Regions from separate parts of the Mus musculus genome. Here all the other regions are linked to region 1. The links are chromatin contacts, called in public HiChIP or PLAC-seq maps. All regions are on one chromosome and are shown on one strand. The core of a region is the stretch at or near the end of the contact, and the rest is flanking DNA. Distances in the headings are between cores, read along the strand shown.

What was found. HiChIP or PLAC-seq counts read pairs in DNA pulled down with a chosen protein or histone mark.
Region 2: an HNF4G HiChIP or PLAC-seq map of pancreatic cancer cells shows a contact between it and region 1. The contact joins two enhancer-like sites.
Region 3: a contact with region 1 is called in a FOXA1 HiChIP or PLAC-seq map of pancreatic cancer cells. The contact joins two enhancer-like sites. A contact is called at or near these places in 1 of 484 Hi-C or Micro-C datasets (embryonic fibroblasts) and 3 of 115 datasets of contacts at active chromatin or transcription factors (the NIH/3T3 cell line, embryonic fibroblasts and pancreatic cancer cells).
Region 4: an H3K27ac HiChIP or PLAC-seq map of bone marrow-derived dendritic cells shows a contact between it and region 1, with 3 times the contacts expected there. The contact joins two enhancer-like sites. A contact is called at or near these places in 3 of 484 Hi-C or Micro-C datasets (CD4 T cells, adipose-derived mesenchymal stem cells and macrophages) and 2 of 115 datasets of contacts at active chromatin or transcription factors (bone marrow-derived dendritic cells and pancreatic cancer cells).

Annotation. Positions count from the first base shown.
Region 1 is chr15:67,779,482-67,786,326 of GRCm38.p6, forward strand. No RefSeq gene overlaps it. Among named protein-coding and RNA genes, the nearest start is that of Zfat, 480 kb to the right of the region's middle. Within about 2 kb of position 1,655, at least 62 of the 459 cell types and tissues checked have an H3K27ac peak or open chromatin away from gene starts, as enhancers often do. A contact at or near this core is called in the NIH/3T3 cell line, adipose-derived mesenchymal stem cells, bone marrow-derived dendritic cells and 1 more, where this site is marked.
Region 2 is chr15:67,094,966-67,101,469 of GRCm38.p6, forward strand. No RefSeq gene overlaps it. Among named protein-coding and RNA genes, the nearest start is that of Gm31342, 59 kb to the left of the region's middle. Within about 2 kb of position 2,391, at least 13 of the 459 cell types and tissues checked have an H3K27ac peak or open chromatin away from gene starts, as enhancers often do. A contact at or near this core is called in pancreatic cancer cells, where this site is marked.
Region 3 is chr15:67,143,346-67,149,558 of GRCm38.p6, forward strand. All of the region lies in intron 2 of St3gal1 (ST3 beta-galactoside alpha-2,3-sialyltransferase 1), which reads right to left. Among named protein-coding and RNA genes, the nearest start is that of Gm31400, 24 kb to the right of the region's middle. Within about 2 kb of position 3,201, at least 170 of the 459 cell types and tissues checked have an H3K27ac peak or open chromatin away from gene starts, as enhancers often do. A contact at or near this core is called in the NIH/3T3 cell line and pancreatic cancer cells, where this site is marked.
Region 4 is chr15:67,111,666-67,118,303 of GRCm38.p6, forward strand. It overlaps St3gal1 (ST3 beta-galactoside alpha-2,3-sialyltransferase 1), which reads right to left. Exons shown (of 9, transcript NM_009177.4): 4 at 1,842-2,692; 5 at 766-962. The coding sequence starts at 2,138. Among named protein-coding and RNA genes, the nearest start is that of Gm31400, 55 kb to the right of the region's middle. Within about 2 kb of position 5,241, at least 148 of the 459 cell types and tissues checked have an H3K27ac peak or open chromatin away from gene starts, as enhancers often do. A contact at or near this core is called in adipose-derived mesenchymal stem cells, bone marrow-derived dendritic cells and pancreatic cancer cells, where this site is marked.

The DNA of each region.
Region 1 (6,845 bases), core at 405-2,904:
CCCATAATATGAGAGTGATCCAAGTCTGGGGCTCTCTCTCTCTGTTAATCAATAAGCACTGAGAGTCTTAGGTTTGTAGTCAGTAAATCACTTGCCGGTTCTTGTGTTGGTATGGTTCTGGACATCAAATTCTCTATGTATCTTTCTTATGTTAATGGGTAATGACAAACTCTGGGAGCTGGAGAGCCACTGCCACTAGTGCTATAATCCACACTGAGCCTACATGGTTCCAATAGAGCTTTCCAAAGCTAAGGTCACACCACAAGTCCACTATATCTCAAAACAAAACAAAAATGAATGTGGAAAGGGGACTTGTAGGGAGGTGTTGGGGTTGAAGCAGGGAGGAGGGAGGGGAGAGTAGGGGACGAGCAATCAGAATGAAACACACATGCATGAAAGGTTAACGAACCACTTCAATAATTAAAAAAAAAAGAAAAAGAAAAATCATCACTTTTATTCTATCCTTAAAAAAATACATCCAATATTAAGCAAGATCTTAAAAGATACATATAATTCTAACTGTAGTCCTTTGTTTCCCAGAAGGCAGTTTTCTGAAAGGTGAAAAATGCCAGATTTCTATTCCTAACTCAACATTCACTAAGTCAGAAGTTGATCCTTGCCATAAGATACAGCAGTTCAGTGGGAGTCTAAGCCACCCCAGGCTTTCCCACACTACACCAGTAAGGGTCACACTGGTTCTCTAAGGCCAAGTATTTTCCAGGAAATGTTTGGAATGGCTCTTAAGATGCATCAAATTGTAAACAGTGAAATGAGAACGAAGCCTGCAAGCTCCTACCTGGTTTACACAAGGAGTGCCTGCATCTCAGAGCACACATTAAAACCATCCCGGTAACATAGTTAGCTGTGTTTACTCCCCGGGGTCTCACTGTAGATGACCTCTTTCCTATGCAATTATAGAGTTAGCGCCTAAGCAGTAATGTGACTAAACCACCCAGCAGCCTTAGGCTTATGGATTTCAAAGGCTCCACCTCCAACCCAGTTCAGGAGCAGGGTGTTTCAATGACTCTGAAAGTCATATTAGATCTTCCTAATGTTTATTGACTTCAGAGGTCTTGGCATGACCACCTTGGCTAGGGTATCAACATTTTGAGTGCATAGAAAGCAATCACATGGCCAGATGACTTTTATTTTTAATCATCTATTATCCAACAGCCTTTTCTAGTAAACATATTTCAGAAGCACCTGTTAACTGAAGGACACGGAGGCTTGTTAAAGATTATGGTCCCATCCAAATCTCTTTGGCTTTGTCCTGTTCAAGACCTACCTTTAACCTTGAAGCCCCACCCGCCCCAAGGACTTAGAAAATAACAGCCTCATAGGAAAACCCAGTGGCCTTATGGGTTTGTCCTAATAAGCTCCTGTCTCCGTGTCTCATTTTGTCCTAGCAACACTGGCATTGTAAACATTTACTACCAAATAGGACTTTTGTGTGGGTTCTGGTGGTGCTGAGTCAGTTTCTCATGTTTGCATGGTGAGCAGTTTACCCACTAAGCTGCTTCCCAGTTCCAGATTTAGATATTTGAAACGAATGATTTTAAGAGTTCTTTTCCTGATCTGAAACACTGTCTTGCTCTCAGTATTAGTCATACTCCATTAGCTGAGTCCTTCTCAGCTATGTTGCAATTCTGTACATCCTAGACAATGAGTAACTTCCTTGACAGCCACTGACTTAACACTTGTAGCCTTATCCTCATAGCACTGTAAACTCCTAGCTCTACACATCAATCACCAAGTGCCCCACTCCACCCTAAATCCCTGTTACAAATCTCTAAAGTAATTAAACATTTTCTCAAAGACAGTGCTCCCTTGGGGGTGGAACAGATGGCCCCATGGTTAAAAGTGCTTGCTGCCCAATCCTAAGGACCAGAGTTCAGATCTCAGCACTCATTTAGGACATCTCACCAATGCCTATAGCCCCAGCGCCAAGGGATCTAATACAAATCTGTTTTAGCAATGAAGAGAGGAGCATGAATCCAGCCTCTCCTTCGCTAAGTTTCTCAGATTCTTATGTATAGAGGGTTAGAAGCACTTTTTAAACGTTCATTATCTGACACATGAAAAATATTAAGCCATTATCTACTTTCATTTATGTGTGGATTAATGTTCTTTTAAGTATTCAAGTATAAGAGATTAGACTACAGGTGCAGAACTTAAAAAGATAAAAGCTGGAATCAATTCTCTCTGAGAGTACTTATCTTTGCTTCTTCATGCTTCCTTCTCTATGGCTGTTGCTGAGGCTCTCTTGAGCTGCTCTTCTTGATTCTGTTTGATAAAATGTCACTCACAGTTGAAGACACATCAAAGGTACCAATAAGTCCATCTCCTGCAACTTCTGCTTATGGAAATGATGTATTTAGGGCTTGGGGATAGATTACATTACCAGTGAAAGACCCTATCTCAAAAGGAAAAGAAAAGTAGATGGCTCCTGAGAAGGAAAACCTGAGGTTGTCTTTTAGCAAGTACACACATACACACACACACACACACACACACACACACACACACTGATGGACTTATGTCTTTAGACTTAGGGGTGTTTTCTCTTCCCTAAGAGTCAGCTTGGTTAAGGTCAGAGTCAGCACTTCCACCAACTGCTCTCCTCATCTTCACACAGAGGAAGCACAATGACTCTGGTTCCTATTCCATGCATGCGTGGGCTAGGATTGTTTCTTGACCTCTTGTGTGATGGAGGCTCCCTCCTATAGGGCTCCCTAGTCTTTGCTATTCAGCCATGCTCCTTGATCCTCCCACTGAGCTGGACCCCTGTTACTTTTGCTCACTCTGCCTTAACATATCTATTGGGAGACTATCTTCTTTTTTTACAAAGCCATTTCCTCTGAGAAGCTTTGTGGGGCAATTCCACTTTCTCAAATCCAGATGAATTCAGACTTCCCTATCCCATAGCTTCCTGAATATCTTTTTTCAAACACCCCATGTCCCATTGCTAGACCATCTGTCATGGTGTCTACAGTGTGGGGTGATAGCCCTCCAAGAACTGTTCAGTGGATTATCACAATATTCCTAATCTCTACCTCAAGTTAGCTCACCAGGAATTCATTCCAGGCATGTGCAGCCAGTGGACAGAAAATTCTCCCAGGATATCCTGCAGAGATTTATTTAGTACCTGTCTCCTCCCCTAGACTTTACTGCCTCTGATATCAGGGACAAGGTGCTGTAATTACGTCAATTTGTACAGTAGTTTATTGGTGCCTGGCAGGTGTTCCCTCAATAAAGGTTGATGAATGCATCTACCCAGCTGTTTTGCTACATCTCTGTTTCCTGGCAACTCATGAGTTTGTATAACAAGTATCGTTCTCGCTGCTGCATAGTCTCAGTGTCCAGACCAGTGCACGGTGATCACTTACTGCTTATGAATTCATATATATCACCACTGTCATTGTCTCCAGTACTTCTTGAATGTGCTAGGACATGTGACAGTCACTTCTCAGGAATTATTTACTATAACCACCTTTAGGAGACATGGGTTACAGCCACTTTTAAGGCAAGGCAACTGAGATTTTGAGAATTTAAATTCTCTCTTTGTTCACACATTACCTGTCAGTGGAATGAGTACTCAGCCACATATGGGACATATATACCATCACCAACCTCAGGGATTATCAAGAAACAGGGAAAAGAGTCTAAGAGCTTCAGTTGTGGAACACAAATCAAAACTCTGTCTTCTGACTTGGCAAGTACTTAGCAACTCTTGTTTCCTGCTTAAGATCTGCACAAGATCAAGTCAGTCAATATGCTAGCTAGACCCCTGACTGAGGAGTGATAGACATCTGATGGCTTCTGGGGGAGGAAGAGTGAGTGATCCTTAAGCATGTGACCCCACACTCTTTAGTATATTGACAGAGAAAATTGGCTTTAATGGGTTATTGAAAAATGAAGAACAAGGAGGAAGAAGAGGAGGAGGAGAGGACAGGAAGTAGGAGATGGGGGATTAGGATAGAGCTCAGAGCACTTAAAAGTAGATGCAGGGGATGAATATAATCAAAATACATTTAGTGAAAGGCTAAAATGATTAATAAAATAGAGTAAGTAAAAAGATCATGATAGAAAAAGATCCTAGAATAGATGAGGTACATAGATGCTCTCAATGCCCCACCTCTAAGGAGCTACTGGCACTTTGTACCTGTTAGTGGAAGGAAAACCATCATCTTTTTTGATGTGATCACTGGTGGGCTCCTCGTGTTTCATTCAACTGCCACACACCCATCCACTCAAGAGCAGAAGTGGACATTGTACATTATTAAAAAAAAAAAGGCATAAAGTCAAGAAGGAATATGTCGGGAGGAAAGGGGGTTTAAATAGGCTAAAAAATAATAGATTGTTTTTTATGTCAACTTGGCACAAGCTAGGCCCACCACAGAGTCAGGAGCCTCAGTTGAGAGAGTGCCTCTCCATGAGATCCAGCTGTAAGTCATTTTCTCAATTAGTGATCACTTGGGTAGGGCCCAGCCCATGGTGTGTAGTGCTATGCCCAGACTGGGGTCCTGGGTTCTATAAGAAAACAAACAAAACAAACTATGGGAAGCAAGCCAGTAAGCAGCATACCACCATGGCCTCTGCATCAGGTTCCAGCCCTGCTTGAGTTCCTTTCCTGACTTTCTCCCATCATGAACTGTGATCTGGAAGTGTAAGCCGAAAGAATGCTTTCATTTCCAACTTGCTTTTTTGGTCATGGTGTTTGTGTTGCAGCAATATAAATCCTAAAACAGTAGATATCATCATACTTCATTTGATGAAATACATGAAATTCTTTAAAAACAAAGAAAAAATTAAAGAAAGTAGAGTACTTTAAAAGATACATATGTATTCTTAACATTTTGTTTTAATGTACATAACTGTTAATGTGCATGTTTGTGTGTTTACCTCCTGGAACTCAGATCATGGCTGCTGCTTTGAATACACCTTCCTTACTAGAGTCCTACTTAACTGGTATAAACTATATCCATAAAGTACTCTCTATTCTCACAGTTTATCCTTTTTAAGATGAAAGACTTTAAGGTGTTTAAGATACCTTCTAATATAGATGTCATCTAGGTCTTCATGATTTTGCCTCTATTTTTTTCTACTTATAATGACCAGATGAAAGTAGCCATCAATTTGTAAAGCAGCATTTCTTAGTGGCTTTGTCAATGCAAGGTTCCAAGTTTTTCACTGGTTTCAGAAATAATATTCTCTTTGTGCCCTATAGTAGCCTTGGTTTAAAATAGAACTTTTCCATGATGCTTGCCTATCAGAAGCCCCAAGGTCTCCTGCTGGAAACCATTCACCTGTCTACATCTCCAAGCTGGAGTGCTTTGCAGGAGATCACCTCTTATTGGTTAGCAGGGCAGGTCCCCTCGATCTCTTCCTCCAAAAGAGATATGCCACTCAAGCACTCTTCATTAGAATTTTGCTACATATTAACAGATGTTTTCATGCTTAGCCTTAGGATAGTACAGAGAAAGAGGACACTGGATCATCACAGCTGGTGTGAATTGCTGATGAAGGTAGCTCAAGATATCTGATGTAGAGGAACCAAAGTGTAAAATAAACAATGGGATGGGGAAGCCCATAACTGTAGTTGCCAAAGAGGCCAGTCTCTTAAACATTCTCCTGCTAGAGAATTCTGGGAGGTGGCAGTGAGATGTCCTGAGGCACAGGGGACAGCTTGAAGCCATTAAAACTTAGCTTTTTAAAACTGAATGACTGACTAGACAGTTTGCCAATTCTTGGAACAATTGCTCCTGAGGCAATTTGTTGTATTGTAAAAGCCTGAATTTTCAAAAGCAGTCTATAGCCAGAAAGCCACTCAGCAAGAGAAAAGGAGAAACAGAGAGGAGGAAGGTGTGTACCTTCCTGTTATGAGCTTTTCTACAATAGGGAGATCCTGCAGAGTGGGAGGTGTCATCTGTAGATCAGTCCAGCTCTGTGAGTATCATCAGGACCTTCTACCCACCCATTCCCAAGCACATACATCCTATAAGAGAATAACTACTTTAAAATAACCACTATCTGTAAGCAGTTTTATTTTGATTTTTGTGGTTTTTTTTTTTCTATAAAAATGCACACTGGGGTTCTAAAAGGCTGTGGCCTCTAACTGCTAGGCATAGAGCAGCTACAGACCTCAGATCAAGCACAGCGGCTTCCTTTCTTATTGAATGTTTGGAAGTCAGCCAGCAAGTGACCGAGTTTAGGCTAGCTCTCCACAGCAAACAGCAGCATGAGGGCAGTAAACACAGCAATCTTTGCCACTCAATACCATAAGGGAGGGGAACCCAGTGGACAATGGTGTGTGTACAGGAGATGGGAAGAGACAGGAAGAGATACTGGCTTCACTTTTTCATTTCTAGAAACTTCCTGAAAGCCAGTTTCATCCCCAACCTGTATTTGAAAGATAACACTTTCTTATTATATGAACATTTCCTCTTTTGCTTAGGTAACTATAGTTCACTTAATCCTGCTATTTTCTGTCAGAGTATTAAAAGTAATTGAATGATAAACACCTGCATATTCTGACTGTTCACTACATGCCAGATAACTTCTGCAAGGGAGCTACTGTGGACTGATGGTCTCCTCAAATCATATGCTGAAGTGCCAACCTATTTGCATAATGTATTTGTCAACAGAACTTATAGGGAGAATTAAGACTTAACATGGGTTTAAGGTTAAAGTCTGGTAAAAAAAAAAAAATGCTTGCTTTTTAAGAAGCGGGAAATAGAGGCTAGAGTGGCATGCATGCCTGTAACACACAGGAGACTGGGCCAGTTAAACTACATAACAAGTCCCAGGCATGCTTGAGCCATGTAGTCAGACTCTGAGGGAAACAA
Region 2 (6,504 bases), core at 1,141-3,640, 680 kb before region 1:
TCATTCCTCACTTAAGGCAATGTCTGAGGATACATTACATGGTGGTTATAATACGTGACAAACCAGGTCTCTTGGACTTACGACTCCTGTTCAAAAACAACTTTGTCTTTTGACTAGCATCTGCCCAGTGCTTCTTCAACCTCTAATAACCCTCGTTGTGCCCTCTGCTTCTGTTTTGACTTCTTCAGATTCCATGCCTAAGTGAGATCATGCATGATCTGCCCTCCTGACTCATTTCATTGAATACAGCGTCCTTCAGGTTCATCATGCCAAGCGGACAGGATTTCCTACATTCTTTTGGAGGTTGACAGAACTCCTGTGGACTGTGTTCTTGCTTCCTCACCCACTCATATGTGGATAGGGTCACCAATGTTTATTCCATCTCTTGACTGAACAGTGTTGAGGTGAACACAAGGCGCAGGGATTCTGACATGATTTTTTTTTTCCTTGCGATATACTCAGAATAGGAAACACTGGATCACACGGAAGTTCTATTTTTAGTTGTTTTGAAGACCGCACATTGTTTTTCACAGTAACTCTACTGATTTACATTCTTACCCACAGCAGTGCACTTGCTGTGGCTTTTTCTTGGCTTGTTGTGAAACACAGGGAAGGTTTATGCATGGGGTTAGAATGGTCACCGTGATGCACTGACAAGAGTGGAGACAGAGCTCCATTTCCTGTGTACCCTGCTACGATTCATGGTGGGAGGAGGGTCCTTTTCTCACCTTTAACTTTAAACTTTGCCATCTCTTTTGGTACACTGCTATGTAAAAGACTGCCCCAAAATATAGGGCTCTCACTTCCCCTAGCTCAGAAGCCTATGTATGAGGCAGGTCTGAGTGGGGAGGGCTCTTCTCTGCTCTACTTGATACAAATTGGGGCAGTTCTCTGGGGGGTGCAGAATATCCTAACCCTAACCCTAACCCTAACCCTGGTTATGGAACCAGGAATTTGAAACTTCCACAGTTTGGTGAGCTAATTTAAGTAGTACAATGATTCCTGTCATTTTTGTTAACAGTGAGGGGAAACTTCAGAGGAGGAATATCAAAGAATCTGAGGTTGTTTTTGATGTTCTTCACTGGGTGTTAGAGGACATGATAGGAACCAGATCTTAAATGTGCATGGGGTGTGAAGAAGCCCATCCCTGTAGTACTTCTGCCTTCTGCATATAAATGTTTGGCCAAGAACTACGAAAGAAAGTAGAGACATCCTGGATCCCATGTGTACAAAAGCCTGTGAGCTGAGACCTGGTCAGTGAGAAGATGCTATGTAGGATAGATGCGGCTGCAAATGACTGATGTATACTGGCTTGTGTTTTAGACCAACTGTCTGTATATACAGCATGCAGATGGGTGAGTGCCAAGACAGGTAGCAGAGAAAGCGATTGATGATGGGTTGGCTTTTATATGACTGGAAGATAGAAATATCCTGAACACACGCAGAGGGAATAGGGGCATGGAAAGTATGGTTATGAACCATGTCTCTTTTAGTGGCAGAAGGGCCGGACTGACGTTGGATAGGCAAAGGGAGGAGGTGACATAGTGAGACTTCTCAGGTCTCTACTTTGAGCTCTGGGCACACCTGTTCTGTAATGGAGAATCAGACAAACAGGGACAGTGAAGGAAGGAGGTGTGTGGTTAGGATCTGTGGAGTTGAAGAGAATAAACATGCTAGAACACATCTTAGAAGGTGGAAGCATATGGAGCCCTAAGTGAGGAGAGTTTGTCTCCAAAGGTCAAGAGCAGTGTTGCTAGTTTGTGGGAAGTGGGAGGAAGGAGGAGCCTTGGTCAGTCTAGGTACAGGAATGTGGTGTTGGGAGATGAGGGACCTGCAAGGTGTTCAAGAAGGATGTAAACAAGGACAGAGGCAAGCCATGGGAAGTACAAGAGGGCTTCGGGCCCTTCAGCTGGGAAGGCTCTACCATCTGGTGAAGTCTGGTGGTGTGCCCAGCATCCAGCTTGGTGCATCTGGCCTGTGGACTACACAGTCATCTCCGCATCCCTAACTCGGTATGTTTCTGCAAAATGAACCTCTTTGGAAGCCCCAGCCTTCCCTGCCTGCCTGGTGCTCTGATGATGCACCAGCCCAGGGGCTCCTCTCCAGGGTAACTCTGTGTGGAACAAGACTTAGAGATCAGTTTCCCTGGCCTTGAGGGCAGAGCAGTTCTCACCGTTTGCACGATCTCACACCACACTCCGCCCAGTTTCTCTCTGGGAGTTTGGTGTTGAGGTGGCCGACACAGTTTCAGATATCTTGATGGTGTGTACACCATTTAGCTATTCCAGGGTACCGTGGCAGGAGAGGGGCAGACAGCGTAGGCTCAGAGTCTGAGTGCCTGGTTCCCATTGAGGTCCGCTGCTGCTGAGCTGAGCTGTGTGGCTCTGGGCAGTACGACTCATCTCTTGGAATGCTAGATTTGTGTAAAATGTGTATGTCAGTGAGGCTGCCTGTCCTGAGGCATGTGAGAAGCAGGTGAGGGGAACCCAGAGGCCTGGCTGGAATGTTTATGCTCTAAGTACAGGTTAACATCCATCCTATCTAGTATTATTGGCAACCAACATGATTCTGATACACCTGCCAACCAGGTACCTGGTACTTTGCTAGATGCTGGGCATTCAGAAGAAAAACCACGTTCAGTGTCTCTGCCTTTCTAGGACCTCTGAGAGTGGAATGGCATGGTTGGATGGAACCTTGAGATACAAACATCGTACTCAAGCCTTCCAGTGTGTACTTTAGGAACTAAAGTCAGCACACAGAAGCACCCACCCTGAAGTCCCTGGGAATGAGCATAGCTTGGATTTCTGGCCAATCTGCAATCTTTCCATTGTATTCTCCCTGATGTTCAAGCATCTCCACCAAGCCCTCTCTGCCTTTGCTTGCACACAACTGCAACTGGGGTGAGCAGCCTCATTCTCTATTCTCTGATGCTGGGCATCCTGTCCCCTGGGTTGCCTCTCTATAGCCCGTCCTACTGCTTGCATCTTTTAAGCCTTCTGATCAACCAGGGTTGACCAGAGCAGACCTGGTGAGCTGTCACGAATTGGCTCTAAGTCTAGGACAGGATCTCTGACATCAAGGAGAGATTTTGGCAGAGGTGGCCGGTTGCCCTCGAGGATTCTGGAACTTTTATCCCACCATTCATTTTCCCATTATGATGTTGTTTGGGCAATGAAACTCCTGCTGGTCAATGGACCTATATGGAAGTGGTGGGTATCAGATCTAACTGGAGACATTTGAGAGCTTATGAGGCATTACCAGTTTCCTGTACAGTGACCTTGAAGGCTATGTGCTGAAGGAGGTGAAGTTGGTAATAATGTCTTTCATGACTGGCTGGGTCACTACATGAAGGAAAGCACAAAATCCCTGAAACTGCTCCTAAAAGAAACTAGCCTTGTTCTCCATTAGTGGGACTTGAAGCTTATTTGTTTTTGCAGCATTAGCCTACTCTGGCCTGACAGATATACAATCAGCTCTGGTCTTTGTTCTTGGCTGAGGAGTTATGAACAGGGTGACCACAGGCATATAGCATTATAGTCATAGGTATGGTGCAGATACCACTGCCACCTCAGTCTCTTGGGAGAATTTCAGGAGGAACATAATACATGTTAGACACATAGAAAATCTCAGAAAATGGCTGGCACAATTTTTCATGTCTACCATGTCATTTAATACCCTCTTACAGATTAATAAACCATGATTCAGATCAAGCTCTCTCATAGGCATACAGTTCAGAAATAATAGATAACCAAGAACAAGTTTCAGGTCCTAGGTTTCCAGTGGACCTGGGTTTCATGTGAACCGTGGGAAGAGAACATTTATTATCCTGTCCACACTGGCTGGGGACTTTGGCTGTCCCCTTTTGGGCCTGTTTTCTTGACTGGTTTACTCAGGTGAGTGACAGAGACAGCGATCTTATTGGAAAGGTGTTGGGCTTGCTCGTGTCTATAGCAAAGTCCTCTAAAGGTCTGACTTTGTTCACAGGTGTGTGCCTTTTCAAAAGCTTCTGCTTTTCAGCTAAACAGACATGAGATCTTGACTAAGATGGCTCTGTTGCACCCTCTGGTGGCCACCACCCATGAACACTCCAGCTAGCACCGTTAAGCCAAGGACGGGGTCAGAAGAAACTGGGCAGCCATGGGCTGGTTTTGCTTTCCTGGCTCAAACCACTGTGTAGGGCTCATGTCTAGAATTCTTGTGCTAGGAACACCACCTAGAGTTCTCATCCCCCAGGTACCAAATGTCATGATCAGTGTTCAGGACACAGTGACCGAGACCTCACTTTTGATGTGTTTGCTAGCTCTACCCTCTGACGCACTACATGTCTGCCTGAGTCTGCTTCTTTTCCTCAAGATGCTATGCCTCATCAAATTAATACATATGAGGCCAAAAGCAATACTTTTTTTTTTATGAGCGTTACTGCTGTCTGGTTATCTGTTACCATGGCTTCCAACCTTCTCCTGGCAGAGTCCTATTCTTGCCCACAGCCATTTGCAGTACCCATTGCCCTTGATAGTCTTCTGTTAGATGAAGAATATACTAAGCCTGCATTTTCTCGTGGCACAAACTGTGGCATCCCTTTTACTCTATAGAGGTCCATCTATAGAGGATGCAGGCTTTGATCACCGATTCCAAGGACCCATGGGTACCCTTGTTCCAACCAGAGCTCCTCCTGCAGGGAAGAAACTCTTCATCCATGAGTAGACCCAGTCAACTTGAGCTTCTTGCTTGGGGCAATGCTTTCACAAAGCTAGTCCAAATGCTGGAAAGTATGGAGGAAGAGTGTGTCTCAGAGTCCAGAGGCAGCCAAGGAGGCCACGAGAGGAGGCTGCACCTAGGAGCTTAAGGCTGAGAAGCCCTTAGCCCATGGAACTTTCCATTTCAATAGTATTCATGGAACCCTGACTTGAGAGCTCAAAGAAGAAACCAAGATCTTTTGTTTTAGGTCTGCCATGGGCAAGGAATACACCTATGCTAAGTGGAAGAGGACCGGAGAGAAATGGCTTGACTCCCTGATTGTGGACCACACCTGCAGTGTCCAGAGCACCCACAGCCCTGACCTTTGTCACTTTCCCATCCTTTCTGTTGTCCAATGACACCATCCAGAAAAGGACTCCACCATCATTTTCCCCCATGAGAGATTCTGGCACTATCTTTGTGCTGTATGCAACCCAACTGCTTGGCCTCAATAGCCTGACCCCACCACTTGGCTGCCTGTGTTTCCCTGTGCTGGTGAACTGCAGGTGGGTCGATGTGGTTTGACTCAGCTTGTACAGTGGTCCTCCATGTCCCACTGCGTTCATGTATATCCCTGGGGACTGGTGGCCTCTCTAGCTCTTTCTTCTATTTCTTGCACAGTTGTCTCTCCTCAGATCACTCCTTCACCTATAGGCAGTTGTGATCCAGACTCACCTGATCAGGCTCTACTCCTGTGACAAAACATCTCAGACATAAATCCTAGACCTGCTTCAGGGACCAGTTGAAGTGATGGAGAAGCTAAATCAGCAAACAGTGGAAGTTAAGTATGTTCTCTTCTGCTATAGATTAGAGTGTAAGGCTTAGCATTGCAAGGAGCTATGGATGGTCCCTTTTGTCATCTTGACCATCTGAAGTGTTCATTTAGTTTCGTGTGTGTGTGTGTGTTTGTGTGTGTATTGTGTGTATGTATATGTGAGTGTGTGTGTGTGTGTGTGTGTGTGTATGTATTTGTGTATATGTGTGAGTGTGTATAGGAATGTGAGTGTGTGTATTGTGTGTATGTGTTTGGATATGTATATGTGTGCACATGTGTGTGTATATGTGCACATGTGTGTGTGTCTATGTGTGTGTGTGTCTGTCCACCTTAGTCTGCAGTACTGAAGCTGAAAGTTTGCAAGATTCTAGATGTGAGAACCAGCAACAGCCGGTCTCTGTGAGGTAACTGAGAACTAGGGCGACATAATTTAGTAATGCACGTGGCAGCGGATTCACTTTACCTTCTGGCTCGGGCCCTGGACAGTCCCCGTGTAGGACCTGAGGGGTGGGAAGTGAGGAGAAAGTCCTATGGTGGTAGGAGTACCTCAACCACATCCTCAGGGATACCCGTGGTGAGTACGAGAGGCTGAAGCAGAGGCCAATGCCTCCCCAGCAACCCCTGCTTAGCTCTCCCAGCGTGCGGGTGCTGGGCCTCTAAAGTCCACTACTATGTAGTAAGGGATGGGCCTCTGAGGACACAGTCATACCTGTGTATCAAGGGACTTGTGCTAGCTCTTTAATGATTTCAAAATCCACTGATGCTGAAATACCTTATATCAAACACAGGAGCAGCCTTGAGGACTCTGCATTCTCCAAGACATTGTGGTCAGATGGGATGTCCCAAGGGCTGGGTGCTGTTTAAGGCCACTATATGCAGGAGGTGCCAGGAAACCCCTAGTGCTTTTCTGCTAATGTACATTCCAGGAACTCGGGCCTAAGACCAGCATGAGGAAATAGAAGTACAGGGGACAAAGGAAGGAAGCCAGGGTC
Region 3 (6,213 bases), core at 1,951-4,450, 630 kb before region 1:
GCCCCTAACCAGCTAGCTTGGGTCACTAGGCCAACCCCTGCTGCAGCTCTTTGAATGTTTGCAGGATATGAGGAGGGGCTTTAGCGTAACTCCAAGCCTAGACAGCCACAATGATTCCCCTCTTTATGCCACAAGCATACAAAGCCACAAGTATCCTCTCTATAGCCTTTGTACTAACGAGGCTGGTAGTCAGTAGGCATGATACCCACGGGTCAGTACTCACTGGTTCACTGAGCCATCACACATTCAACTTGGGGGAGCAGACTGTAATCCCTGTTCAAGGCACTGAAAGTGCCATGCTGTCAGTAGCATAGTCTAGAGCCTAGATTGCTGGGGACAGAAATCAATAGTAAGCAGAGGCACACTGGGTCACACCAGCTAATTATAGCCTGCTACCTATGTTTGTGAAGCAGGTGTCTGTTACTGGGACACAGCCACACCCAGTTGTCTCAGTGTTGCTGTGGCTACGTCTAATCCACCGTGACAGAACTGAGTAGTCAGGAGAGGAGGTCTGGCCAGCAAAACCTAGTCTATTTACTGGACTGTCTTTCACAGTAACCCTACTCTGAAGTATGCATAAAAGCTGTAGTGTGCATCTGCCCTGTCTAGCCAGGATCCCAGGTAGGACAGGACAGCTCAGTTCAGTGAGGGCAGGACCTGCTGTGATCTAGTTAGAGCCAGTGGATCACTTGCTAGATGAAAGGAGAGAAGTAGGCCTTCTGGGCAGTGAGGCTAGCCTATGCAAAGAGAGAACACTGCAGTGTGAGCTAGTGATGCTTTGGGGGCCTCTTGGAGACACTATGGGGCCACAGGGGACTAAGTAAGTTTATGGCAGGAGATACTTGGTGCCCTTGAGAAACTCATAGGCTCTCAAGCTGCTAGAAATAGGCCACTTGAGAATGGTTTTCTATGTCTCTCTGGCCACAGAGGGGCAGGGGATATTGGTGGAGTGGGCCTGGGCCATATTTTCTGAGACAGAACTTGTAGGATCTAGCATCTACAGGGGGAATCTGACAGGCAGATAGCAGCTGGTTAGATAGAACATAACCGGTTCTCATGATGGAGACAGAGATGCATCTGGGGACAAGGAAACAAAAGTCCCTGAGGGGACTGTCCTTGGGAAGGGCCCTAGGGGCTGAGAGTGTGGAGCTGCACCAGAATTATGTTGGGGTTTATAAAAGTCAGAACTGCCTACTGTTAGCTGAATTTTTGAATAAATATAGGGGGCAGGCACTCCAGCACAGGCATTCATAGTATGTCTTCAGGCAACTGTCACTTCAGGATCTCTGCAATGGTGTCTGGGGAACTCCCTTCCTCCTCCCAAGGTGCAGCTATGTCTGAACAGGAAGGCCAGATTGGTGTCAGGTCCTAAAGAGTCTCATGGGTAGAGACACTTGCACCTTGGTTCAGCTCACACTCTGGGCATTCAGGCAGAGAGTCCTGAGGGAAAATGTTCCTAGCTGAGACTCCGTGGGCTCTGGGCTGGACCTGGGGTTTCCTGAGTTGATTTCTAGGTATCCTGGTGCTGCAGAAACAGCAGCACAATGCAGGAGACAAACTCACAGCTGTCACCAGCCTAAAGAGGGACTTCAGGAAATCAGAGGAGAGCAGGTGGCTCTTAGCAGCTGGTCACTCATGTGTACCCCACCTTTGCAATTACATTCTGTACATTTTGTACCTCGGAACATACTGGTGGTTCTGTCCCCCTGTGTCTCTCAATCTGGGTACAGAGGCAGGAGGAACTGGTTACTAAATACTCTAAGTCTCAGAAATAAGAAGCAAGTGAATTGCTGGAGTGACCAGTGGGGTTTGTTTAAAATGGCTTTAGTATGTGCACAGGACATTTAATGTATTTATAAATGCATATGATACACATAACACAATGGTAAAATGCAGTGCATATGACCCAGTGCTTTTGTGGACATACATATATGCATCACATGAATGAAGTAAGTACATGCACATCTATGCATGCATACAAGGTGAATATGTGTATAGAAATACATGCACACATGCATGTTCTGTAGCCTTTCTGATCTACTTGCCCCTTGGAGTTTTATTCTATTAACTTGTTAACTCTTAAAATCATCCTTCATGTAGGTCTTGTTATGTCAGTTTATAGAAAAAGGAAGTGAGGCATAGGAAAAACTTCAGCAGCTGGGTGTGTACATTGCAGCTGGGTGAGGAATTTCCCCGAAGATGCCTTTCCTGCCACATGCAAACCCATCCCTGGGGCACTCTCTCTCTCTCTCTGTGTGTGTGTGTGTGTGTGTGTGTGTGTGTGTGTGTATGACCCTCCCTTCCCTGGCTCATTCTCACATCTAAGTCATGGGTAGCTGATGAAGTGTGGCTTATGCTAGGAAGTTCTTCTGGACTTCAGGACATTTAGAAGAGCCAAAGCTATTTGGATTCCACCAGATGCTGGAATCTTGGAAGCCCCTGAATTCAAAAGGGATGTGGGCATTCCACCTCTCATGGCCCATAGGCATTCTCAATTTCTTGGAGCCCTGAAGTACCACCACCAGGTACAAATGACCCGCAGGCTCGGCAGACATTTGGAGCAAGCACCCACGAGCCACGCTTGTTGCAATAATCCTGTAGATTATCAACAACCCAAGATGACCCGAAGTGGGTCACAGTCCAGTGTAGCTCATTAACTGCTAGCAAACATCCTGTCCCACCCACATGCTAGCCCCTGAGGAATGCAAGATTGGAGAACAGGTTCTCGTTCTATCAGAAACAAACTCCCTTGACTCCATGCCCTGCCTCTTCTTTGTTTGACATCTCCTTGCTCCTGTTCCTCCATGACCTGGATACTGAGCCCCGAAGAAAAAAGATCCACTTGCCTGTTACACGATCTCACAGTGCTGTGGGATCTTCTTGGGTTTTTCTTCCCTGTCCCTCTCCCAGCCTCTTGTGATCATCTTCCAGCTTCTGTTCCCAATCTTCCTGGCTTCCTTCCCCAGCAAGGTCACAATTGCAAACAGGTGGGAGAAATTCTGAAAGCAGTTCCACTGGTCCTGGGAATGCATCCCCGGGACATAGTACAAACGAAGGAAAATGCTCACAACATCACAGGGCTGGTAACAGTAACCAGCGTGATCATATGTATTGATGTGCATGACACACAAGTACGCAGCAATAGAGGGATGGAAACTTCCAAGTTCTACTGTTGTTTGCTAGAATATTACACAACCACCATGCAGTGCAATGATTTTTCAAGGTGATTCCAGGAACACTTTTAGAGTGACTCTCCTTGACTCAAGCATAGGATTGAAGGGGGATGGGGAGAGACAGAGTCTGACCCGTAGAGGCCCTATTGAGTACACTGCCCATCTGCAGAGACTGCTAAGTGCAGGAGGGTGATTCTGTTCTAAAGGACAAAAAGCAAAAGCAAGTTTGCGTCACCAGCCTTAACTTAAAGGTCCTTTTCCTGCTTTTTTTCCCGATCGCCATTACTCTCAGCACAGAGGGTAATTTCAGTGCTTAGAAAAAGTGTTTACACAAAAACCATTGAGCAACATAGTGACGTGTCTTCCCCGAACAGCCTCTTGGACGAGCTGTGGGATGTAACACAAAGGCTTGCCAAATGGATCTCAGGCAGGCTGGCTCTGTTACCCTCCCCTTCCCCTTCCTCCTCCTCACCCAGCCATTGATTTCAGAAAGGGCTGAAAACTATTTGGGTGTGCTTGCTTAGTAAAGTGGAAGCATGTAGGAATGTAAGTAGTAGCTATTTGGGCCAGTATCGAGAAAGAGGAAAAGTTCCCAAAGTCAAAACACCTCAAGGCCACAGATAGAGGATCTTTGGTTTCCATTGGCTTAAAACTAGATCTGAGGTGGTGTCCAGGGTGGCAGGGACCTGAGGAGGCTGAAGAGGAAAGACAGATTCCCAGGAGTCCTGCCTGACCCCCACCCACTCAGCTAGCTGCACTCTGAGTTTTGTGTTTATTGATGGAGCCGGTGGGCCAGCCTGTGATTCTGAGAGCAGTGGGGAACAGCCTGGCATTGGAGTACATTTTCTAGTGCATTGGGAATGCCTAGACTTGCCTGGTCCATCACCTTCCTTGGTGCTGGAAAGGAAAAACTGCACTCAGTGCAGGCAGGGGCTCACAAAGGAAAGAGGAAATACCAGCCCTGCTTCTTTAAATAGCACAGGGCTATTTAGGACTGGCCAGGGTGACAATAACACGCAGTGGGGAGGTTGGGTAGGAGATGTCAAAGGAGACAGCCTGGTTGAAGACTGGGGTAAAAATGGATATGGAAAGGGGTGATTCCCAGAAGACAGGACATGTGCATGCATGAGTTTTGAAGAAGAGATGACAATTGACTCATGATGAGGCAAAGAATGAGCTGTTCCAGCAAGGAAGAACATACGCAAACCACAGGGGCATGAAGTCCCTGAGGCACAGCAGGCTTTCCTTTGGAGTGGCCATAAGAGCTATGACATCATATCTCTATCCTTCCCTACAGCCACCCTTTTGTTGTGAACTCAAGTACACACACACACACACACACACACACACACACACAGACACACACACACACACACACACACACACACACACACACACGCCACACCTATGTTGAAGATTTAGCAGATTGACTAGTGCTCAGTAATTGTGGGTAGCTGAACTGTTGTAGACAGAGAGAAAACATTACAGCCCCAGGCTGGGGGTGTAGCTCAGTTGGTAGGGTGCTTTCTTAGCCTATGCTGGCTTCAATCCCTAGCACTGTAGAAGTGGTGCATGGTGTTGTCCACCTGTAACCTCAGCACTGGGGAAGTAGAGGCAGGAAGAACAGAAGTTCAAGGTTATCCTTAGCTACATAGCAAGTTCAAGGCCAGCTTGCCTATATAAGACCCTGACTCATAAACAATCATTACAGATTATTTTTAAGTCTTCTTAATAACTAATAATCAACTATCCCTGTCTCTGACCTAACATTATTCTAACTTCAAGTGAGACCCTGAGTGTGTATTAACACACGACCAGCTTTCACCAAGTTAAAAGCTAAGCACGTCATCAGAGTGCCTCTGAAATCTACAGCAGGGATAGCCTGCCCCCTTTGCTGGAACCTGCCCACCTGATGTCCCCACTGAAGTTTTGAGTATATGCATTTTTCTATGACATTCTTTTGTTCTGTGACTATAGAGTCCATGTTAGCAGTAAACAGGAAAAATACTTCATTTGGGGCAACCCAAGTCTGTGTTCCTGATCCACGGTCACTTGTATTTGGCTCAGAATAAACTTTCCTTCCCTCTGGAGCAAGAGTTGAGCTTGGATCAATACGTACTGGTGACTCTTCTGTTTCATACAGTCCGTCAGAGTGAGATCCATCTAGAAGGACTCTGAGTAAGTTTCTGTATATCAACTAATTTACGGTATCATTAGCTATTCTGTCCATTTCACAGGTAAGGAAACTGAGGTCAGGATATCTCAGTGAGTAGCAGAACCGTGATTTGCTGTGCCACAGTAACAATCACTGTTCTGAAGATGGACTGCTTTGTGCCTCACAGGAGGGGTGAGACTGGGAGAGCTGAGACTGAGAAGTCTGAGGAGACTTTGAGGATTTTCCTTCCTCTCACAGAACTCAGACTCTATACCAGGGCAATCATAGGCATGAACATTAGAAGGAGGAAGGATACAGATAGAAACTACTCCTGAAACCAAGATTATCTGCAGAACTCGTAAATGCCTGAATACCTCCAACCAGCTGGGTGTGGCCAGACCAAAAGCTGGCCATCCGTGAACAGTGAAGAACTCTGTGTAGGGTTGGCTTCTAAAAGCACCTGCAAAATTTCCATGCCCGTGGTTATGCTCCCTCACCCTGTGACACTGGGACTGGCTGCCGTGGTTGACAGAAAATATCCATTGTCCATTGAAGTGACGTGTTGGATCCAAGGGAGGCTGATGCGCATTACATCCGGTACAACAGTGAAGAAGCAGGTAATAGCAGAGAGCCCACGACAAGCTGGATAGTGAGCAGTCACACGTGCAGGAACACTCCTGGTCCTGACCTTTAAAAGCCACTGTTGTCTCAGGATTGGAACAATGGAACAGGTGCTCATGAATGTGGATAAATGAGCCTGCTGTAACAAGCACAGCTGAAGGTATACAAGCCCGAGAGAGAACTCTACATCACCAGCCCCCAGTATTCACTGTTTTCTATCCACAAGCGAGACTTTCCCCTTAGCACCTAATACCTGGAACATTC
Region 4 (6,638 bases), core at 3,991-6,490, 660 kb before region 1:
TTGCCTAGCATGCATAGCCAAATTCCATCCCTAATCCAGCAAAACAGAGGCCAAGGCATTTAGTTATTTATTTATAAAAGCAAGTTGGGTGGGTCTTGCTCTCCGATCATTGACCACCCATGTCGTGGGTAACCTAGTAGGTGTGCCTTTTTCGGTATCCAGATAAGCTGTCTACCAAACGATAGCTTTGAACTCAGGTCTGCCTGACCCTGAGCCTGACTCTGCCTCTCATCATGGCCATCCCCTCAGGATACTAGGTACACTGAGAGCCAGGAAAGGGGCCTATGGACATGAAGTCAAAGACACAGAAATAACATTGTTCTAGATTCTAGAAGATACCTGGGTGGGGGGGGTATACTGAGTCCCACCTCTAATTATGTTCTCTGTCCCAGAACATTCTGAGTATGGATTACAATAAACTCAAGGGAGGTATGGTCCTTTTTCCTGAGATGACAATTCCACTTGAGGACAGAAGAAGCAAAGTGGGCATTAAACGCTTCTGGTTCAGGGTCTAGATTGAAAGCTGAGGGCAGATCTGAGTCACAGAACCAGACTTCAAATTTTGCCATGCAATAGATCTTAGGTACCAAGTCCCCCAGCCCATTGAAAATCTCTAGCAACACCCTCTATTATAGTCCACCTTGGTAAGAAAAGATGAAGAGACTAAGACCCAGAGGGCGGCCAGCCTTGAACCTTGGCCTTTTGAGCTCAGCCAAGGTGTTTCACACACTTCTGAGGAACTGTGGGCTCGGGTCCAGTGTTCACCTCAGCACAAAGTCATGGCTGTCGATCTCAGGCCCATACGAGGAGTCCTTCAGGTTACCGGAGTTTCCTACAACTGCACAGCGTCGGCAGCCCACCAGCCTCTTGTTCAACATAGGATCCACATTGCCAGGCACCAGGCGAAACAGTTCCTTGACGGTGTCGCTCAGGTTGTTGGGTTTCCTCTCCCGCTGGAGCCTCTGGGGGAGAGAACAGAGGGAATGGCCAGTGTGGCTCCACTGCCTCTAGCTGAGCACGCTGGCTCCCTGGTCACCAAACCCAGCTATTAAATGTGAAGACACAGGTGACTGCCACCCCCATCCCAGGACAAGAGATGGGAAGAAAACTCATTTATCCATTCTACAGGTATTCTCTGGGCACCTTTTGTGTGTGAGACCAGGATGTTAGCTCACCTCTGGGCATATAGGAAGGGACTGAGGCCAATCCCTAGACACGGAAGACCACTGTATTTCCTGATTCCCACATTCATACCACCTGCTCAGATCTAGTTCTGCAATTGGTGGCAGGTGAGACTAGCCTGGATTTGGGGGTGCAACCTAGAGCCAAGGCCACACACTCTTCCCATGAGAGGATACCAGAGACACAGGGTCACTTTGGGATGTGGGAGCAGAGACTGGTTGCTACAGTCATGGGTCAAGGGGGTGCCACAAATTTTCATCCACAGCAGTAATAGTAGGAGAGAAGCAAGGGTGTGGGGACTCTTGGCCTCCAGGATGGGGACCTGTGACTACCACTGATGTCTTAAGCCACCAGGTCCATGGTGATTTGTGATGGGAGCCACAGGAGGGAAAACCACTAGGGCTTTTTTTTTTTTTCCGGAGCTGAGGACCAAACCCAGGGCCTTGGGCTTGCTAGGCAAGCACTCTACCACTGAACTAAATCCCCAACCCCCACTAGGGCTTTTCTCTGATGTATCCATAATAGACTTTCGACAAACAGTTGCTGAGTGAAGGGATGGCGAGGGGTGGAGGGGCAGGGATGATACTCTGAATGCTGTCAAATGCTTGGTGGGTCCCCAGGACTCCCCCAATCCCACTCCCAGACCCTATTCTGCTCACCAGCCACCACCGGTATGTGTCCTCCTCCATCAGAGCGTTGTGGACTGTCAGCAGGGGCTGCATAGTCTTGTTGAAGCGCTGGTCGAACCAATATGATACCTTGTCCTGGCTGATGCAGTGTCTGCAGGTGCACGGCTGTGACTTGATGAACCTGCGGAAGTTCTCTGAGAGTTCCAGGAGCATCTGCTTGGGGAACCAGGCACTGGGTACTCCCGTGTTGGAGTAATTCAGGACAAAGGAAGTGAGGAAGATGAAGAGCAGGAAGAAGGTGAGGTACTTGAGGGTCTTCCTCCTCATGTTCACCACCTCCACCCTTTGCTGGGTCCTCTGTGTTGATGGGAGGGTGGAAGAGAGGAGACCCCCCTCCTAGAGCTGAACAGAAATCTCAGAGACACAGGAGCAGGCAGCAGGAAAGGGAGTCCGCAGGGAGATCTCAGAAGCAGCTAGGGCAAACTTCAGCCTGTTGGAGACACGCCTAGGTTTGTGTTCTCGACATTGCTGTGTGGCACACGAGGGTAGTCTGTGCCATGCAGTCAGTCTTGCCTGTATTGGTAAGCAGCGTGGTCTACCTCTTCTGCAACCCAAGCAAAGTCAAGAATGTGGCTTGATGACACTTGAGTGAAACCTGGGAAGAGCAGTGTTCTCCCCAGCTCAAACGGGGATCAAGTTTAGTTAGTTACTCTCAGCCTGAGCGAACCCCTGGACAATCTGTAAAAGGTCTTGGCGCAGGATGCGAGGATGCTTGGCCGCCCTCCTCCAATAATCCTTAATTAGAGCTGTGTCTCCTAGGCTGTTCCAAGGAATGGGGACTGAAAGGGCATCTCCTGGAAGGCATAGGGTTTGCTGAACATCTGTGTACAAAGGAGGAAGAAAGAAAGATGAAACCTGGTGACCTTGTTATTATTTCTCTCTCCAGACTTGTGCCACAAGCCTCAGGGGCTCTCTGTGGGCTACAGTGGGGTTGCTCCCATTTGTTTGCTTTTCCTGCTTTCAGGCCTGAGCTTTGCCTCCTCATCCACCTGACTTTGTCACTGCTGTGCTCTCTTGTCACCATGGACAAAGTCACTCTGGCTGCTCTGCCACCCTGGCACCCTGAAGCCATATACTATGAAATTATGAACCAAAGTAAACCCAACCTCTCTCAAGTTGTTTCCTGGCTGGTCTGCTGTCACAGCCCAAAACAAAACAAACAAACATCAAAGGACCGAAGACAATGGTCAGAGCCTGAAGCTTAGCCTTTTAGTTTCTCAGTTGCTGTTTCCTGCTTCTTAAACTATGAACCTCCGAAGCTTACACATGAGCAAATGCCCTGCAATGAGGGATAATGGTTAAGAGCCTAAGTCTCTTACCCCATGGTTTCCTTTGCTATGGACACAGCCTCTCAGTGTTGGACGTAGTGTCTGAAAATTTAATCTATCTCTCCACCCTTTCAAGCATATCTCCGTTTGTCTCACTGCTGCCCTGGGAGTCAGCATTCACCCTTTGCAGGACATAGGCAGCTTCATCTCCACTTTATCTTTTCTCTTCAGCCTACTTCACCTCCCATCCCTCAGCTGTCCCCACCCTTCAGACCTTGGCTGTTTCTCCCTGGAGTTGTCTGCTCTGCAGCCACTGTTGGACGTGGTGGGGAGAAAGGGTCTTACCCGTGTTAGACCCCGTGTCAGACAGGGAGGCTCCACTGAGTTTCAGCGTATCGCCCCTCTTTATAAACTTGAGCAGGTGGCTAGGCAGGAAAGAACAAAGTACCAACTGGGGCCTCAACAGCCTCTGCCCTGCCCAGAGGGGCCCAGAAACAGCTTGTTTATTATCTCTATGCTAGACATTCTTTTGATGGCAGCCTTGACTCAAGGCCCAATGACTTTTGGCCAAATCTTGTCTTTCTCATCACTGAAAAGTAGACCATCTCCAGGCCTCTGGGTTCTCGCTCACTGGCTTCATATAGCAGAACCAGAAACCAGAGAGTAAGACCCAGGGCAGCGGAATGCCTCGAACATGCTATAGAGAAGAGAGCGCCTTCTTCAAACTGCTCTCAAGCCCTGTCCTGATCAGTGGCTATTTGGTGCCACCTAGTCTTCTTATGGAAAGTGTTCAGTGGAGCCTGGCCAACAGCACCAGAGTAAAAACAGTCATAGAAGGCACACCACACAGTTCCTGTGCGTTGTGAGCCAGACTCTGAACTTCTCTGATCCTTGCTTCCTAAAACACTGTTGCTTCAGGCCAAGGTGGGAAGAATGACTGGCATAAAGGGGACCAGCACAGAGCACCGAGTGTAAATAACACCAGCCGTGGCTGTTTCTATTCCTTGAATCCCGGATGCTTCCTGTGGACAATGTACCCCAAGATGGCTGGACTGTCTCAAGGGCAAGTTTATTTAAAGGACCAAATGATACCAGGCATTAAAGAATACAAGCCAGGGACACCCTGTCTCAGTTCCTCTAGGTGGTGGCACCTGACTATTCGGTGCTTTCTGAGGCCCCGGGGAAAGTGGTCCTAACAGTGTGTGTGTGTGTGTGTGTGTGTGTGTGTGTGTGTGTGTGTGTGTGTTAGGGATCCCAGAACTAGAGATACAGCAAATAGCCAAACAGTGAGGCTGACCCAGTGAGCTAGCAGCTAGCTAGTTGACTGCCCAGGGGCTTCTCCACAGTGGTTTTACTTTCCAGTTTCCACCTGCCTGTCCCTCCGATTCCCTTCCCCCATGCTTAGGCGTACGAATGTACTGCCCTTTGGAGCCTGTGAGAGTACACCTCCCCCCCCCCCCAGGAGAGGCCCATCACCCTTATAACACTGGGCCCCAGGGTTGGATGGGGCCAACTGGTTCTTTGTACTTTGCAGTTCAGGGTCCTAGCTGCCACCTGTTAGACCTCTGATGAGTCCCGTGCACTGGGCTTTGACTAGAGCAAGTCTTTGTCGTCAGTTAGGCCTAGGGAATGTTGAGCCTACCTTTCCCAGGTGATAGGCCCTGTGTAGGTCATTCTACCTCTCTGCTGGGTTTGCTCCATAAGGCAGAACGGTCACTCTTCTTTAAGGGTCTATAGAAAGTACAAGCAGAGCCTCCTGGCATCTAACATGCATGGAAATGAGTTATCTTCATCACCAATGCACAGGTGATGGGATTGAGGCTTAGTGGGGAAGCCTTTGACTGAATCTACGCACCCAGGAACTGAACCGTGAATTTGAACTTGCTCCTCCCCTCAAATACGGTGCTTTCTCAGACTTGGAAATGAAAAGCCCAGACATCGCCCTGCCCTTCCTTTCCTGTCTCTGGCACATCTACTCTGTGCTAAGCAAGAAATTCCAGGAAGCAGATGCTGGCTCTGAAAGTTGCATCCCCTGAGCAGGATCTGGGGTTACTGTGTTCTCATACAAGGGTGTGCCTCACTTCTGCTTTAATCCCTCATTTGGAGAACCCACGGCCCAGTGAGTCAGAGCTGGAAAGCTCTTGGCTGGGGCTCGCCGGTGGAGGGGAATGCCGCTTGCTCAGGCTCCTGGGCCACTTATCACCAGCAGCTGAGGACTTCTCAGAGCATCTGCTGTTGACACTTGGTGACTAGCTTCCTCCCTGAAGATGTTGCTCAGTACAGCTGTCTGGGAAGCCTGGGAGACTGGAGATGTTGAAATCTTCCAGGTGAATTCTAGAACTTTGTGGTTAAAGTCAAAGCAAGGGGCAGCCAAGAGCTAGGGAGCTGTCTGCTTTTAAAATGGTTGAGTCCTACACAAAGGTATCACTGCTATATGCCAGCCGAGGACTTTTAGGGAGTCCTGTTTATTGCTGACCGGGACCCCCAATTGGGTCACTGTCTACCACAGTGAGGGGGTTTACCTACCCTCCTTCATACGCCCTCCCCCTCTAGTGATGCACTGCTCAGACAGCTCTGGAGTCTGTTAGTCGATGTCTGGGTTGATAGAAGAGTGAGCCGAGGCCTTCCTTCTGTCCTACCTTAGTGGTGGTGGCTGCAGGTGGCTTGACACTGCCCCGGAGGACATGCCTAAGGACTACCTTAAGGCTGAAGGTAGGTGTGTTCTGTGCTGACTTTCTGAAGCTTCCTGGTTTCAGGGTCCCAGCCAGAATGGCTTCCCTAAATGCCTGAGGTCTCACACCTCCTCGCTTTCCTCAACTTTGCAAGTGACTGGTCTCTGAGAAGCACTCGTTTTCTATCCATATTCTCAGACCGGATCCTCACTGCTTGCCTTACAGATCCCTAGGACAACTCTAACCAAGCCTGGCAGCTCCCATGCCTCTCCATTTTACCTCTACTTGGCTGGCCCATCCCAGACGGAGCTATCGCCTAACAGCCTTTGTGCGTAGTATACCCGGGTGTGATGGATCCTTTTCCTTGTCACATTGACTAGGTTTAGAATTTCCATAGAAGCACAATAAATCTTATGAATGCAGAAGGAAGTAGCTGGAGAAATGGCTCAGAGGTTAAGAGCACTGACTGCTCTTATAGAGGATCAGGGTTTGAATCCTAGATCCCACATTGGACACCATACACAGGCCCGTATGTAATCTCAGTTCTGAGGGATCTATGCCCACTTCTGACCTCTACAGGCACCTTCACATGCACACACACACACACACACACACACCACATACACACACACCCCACATACACACACATGTTTTTTTCTTTTTTTCAAAAGGATTTCTATGAAAAAGGTTCTCTAGAAAGGTTTAACTGAGCTGGGAAGACCTCTCCTGAATATAGGTGACATTATTCTGGACTGAATAAGGAGAAAGTCACCCAAGTGCCAGCATTCACTGCTCTCTGCTTCCTAACTGTGGACGCAATGTGCTCA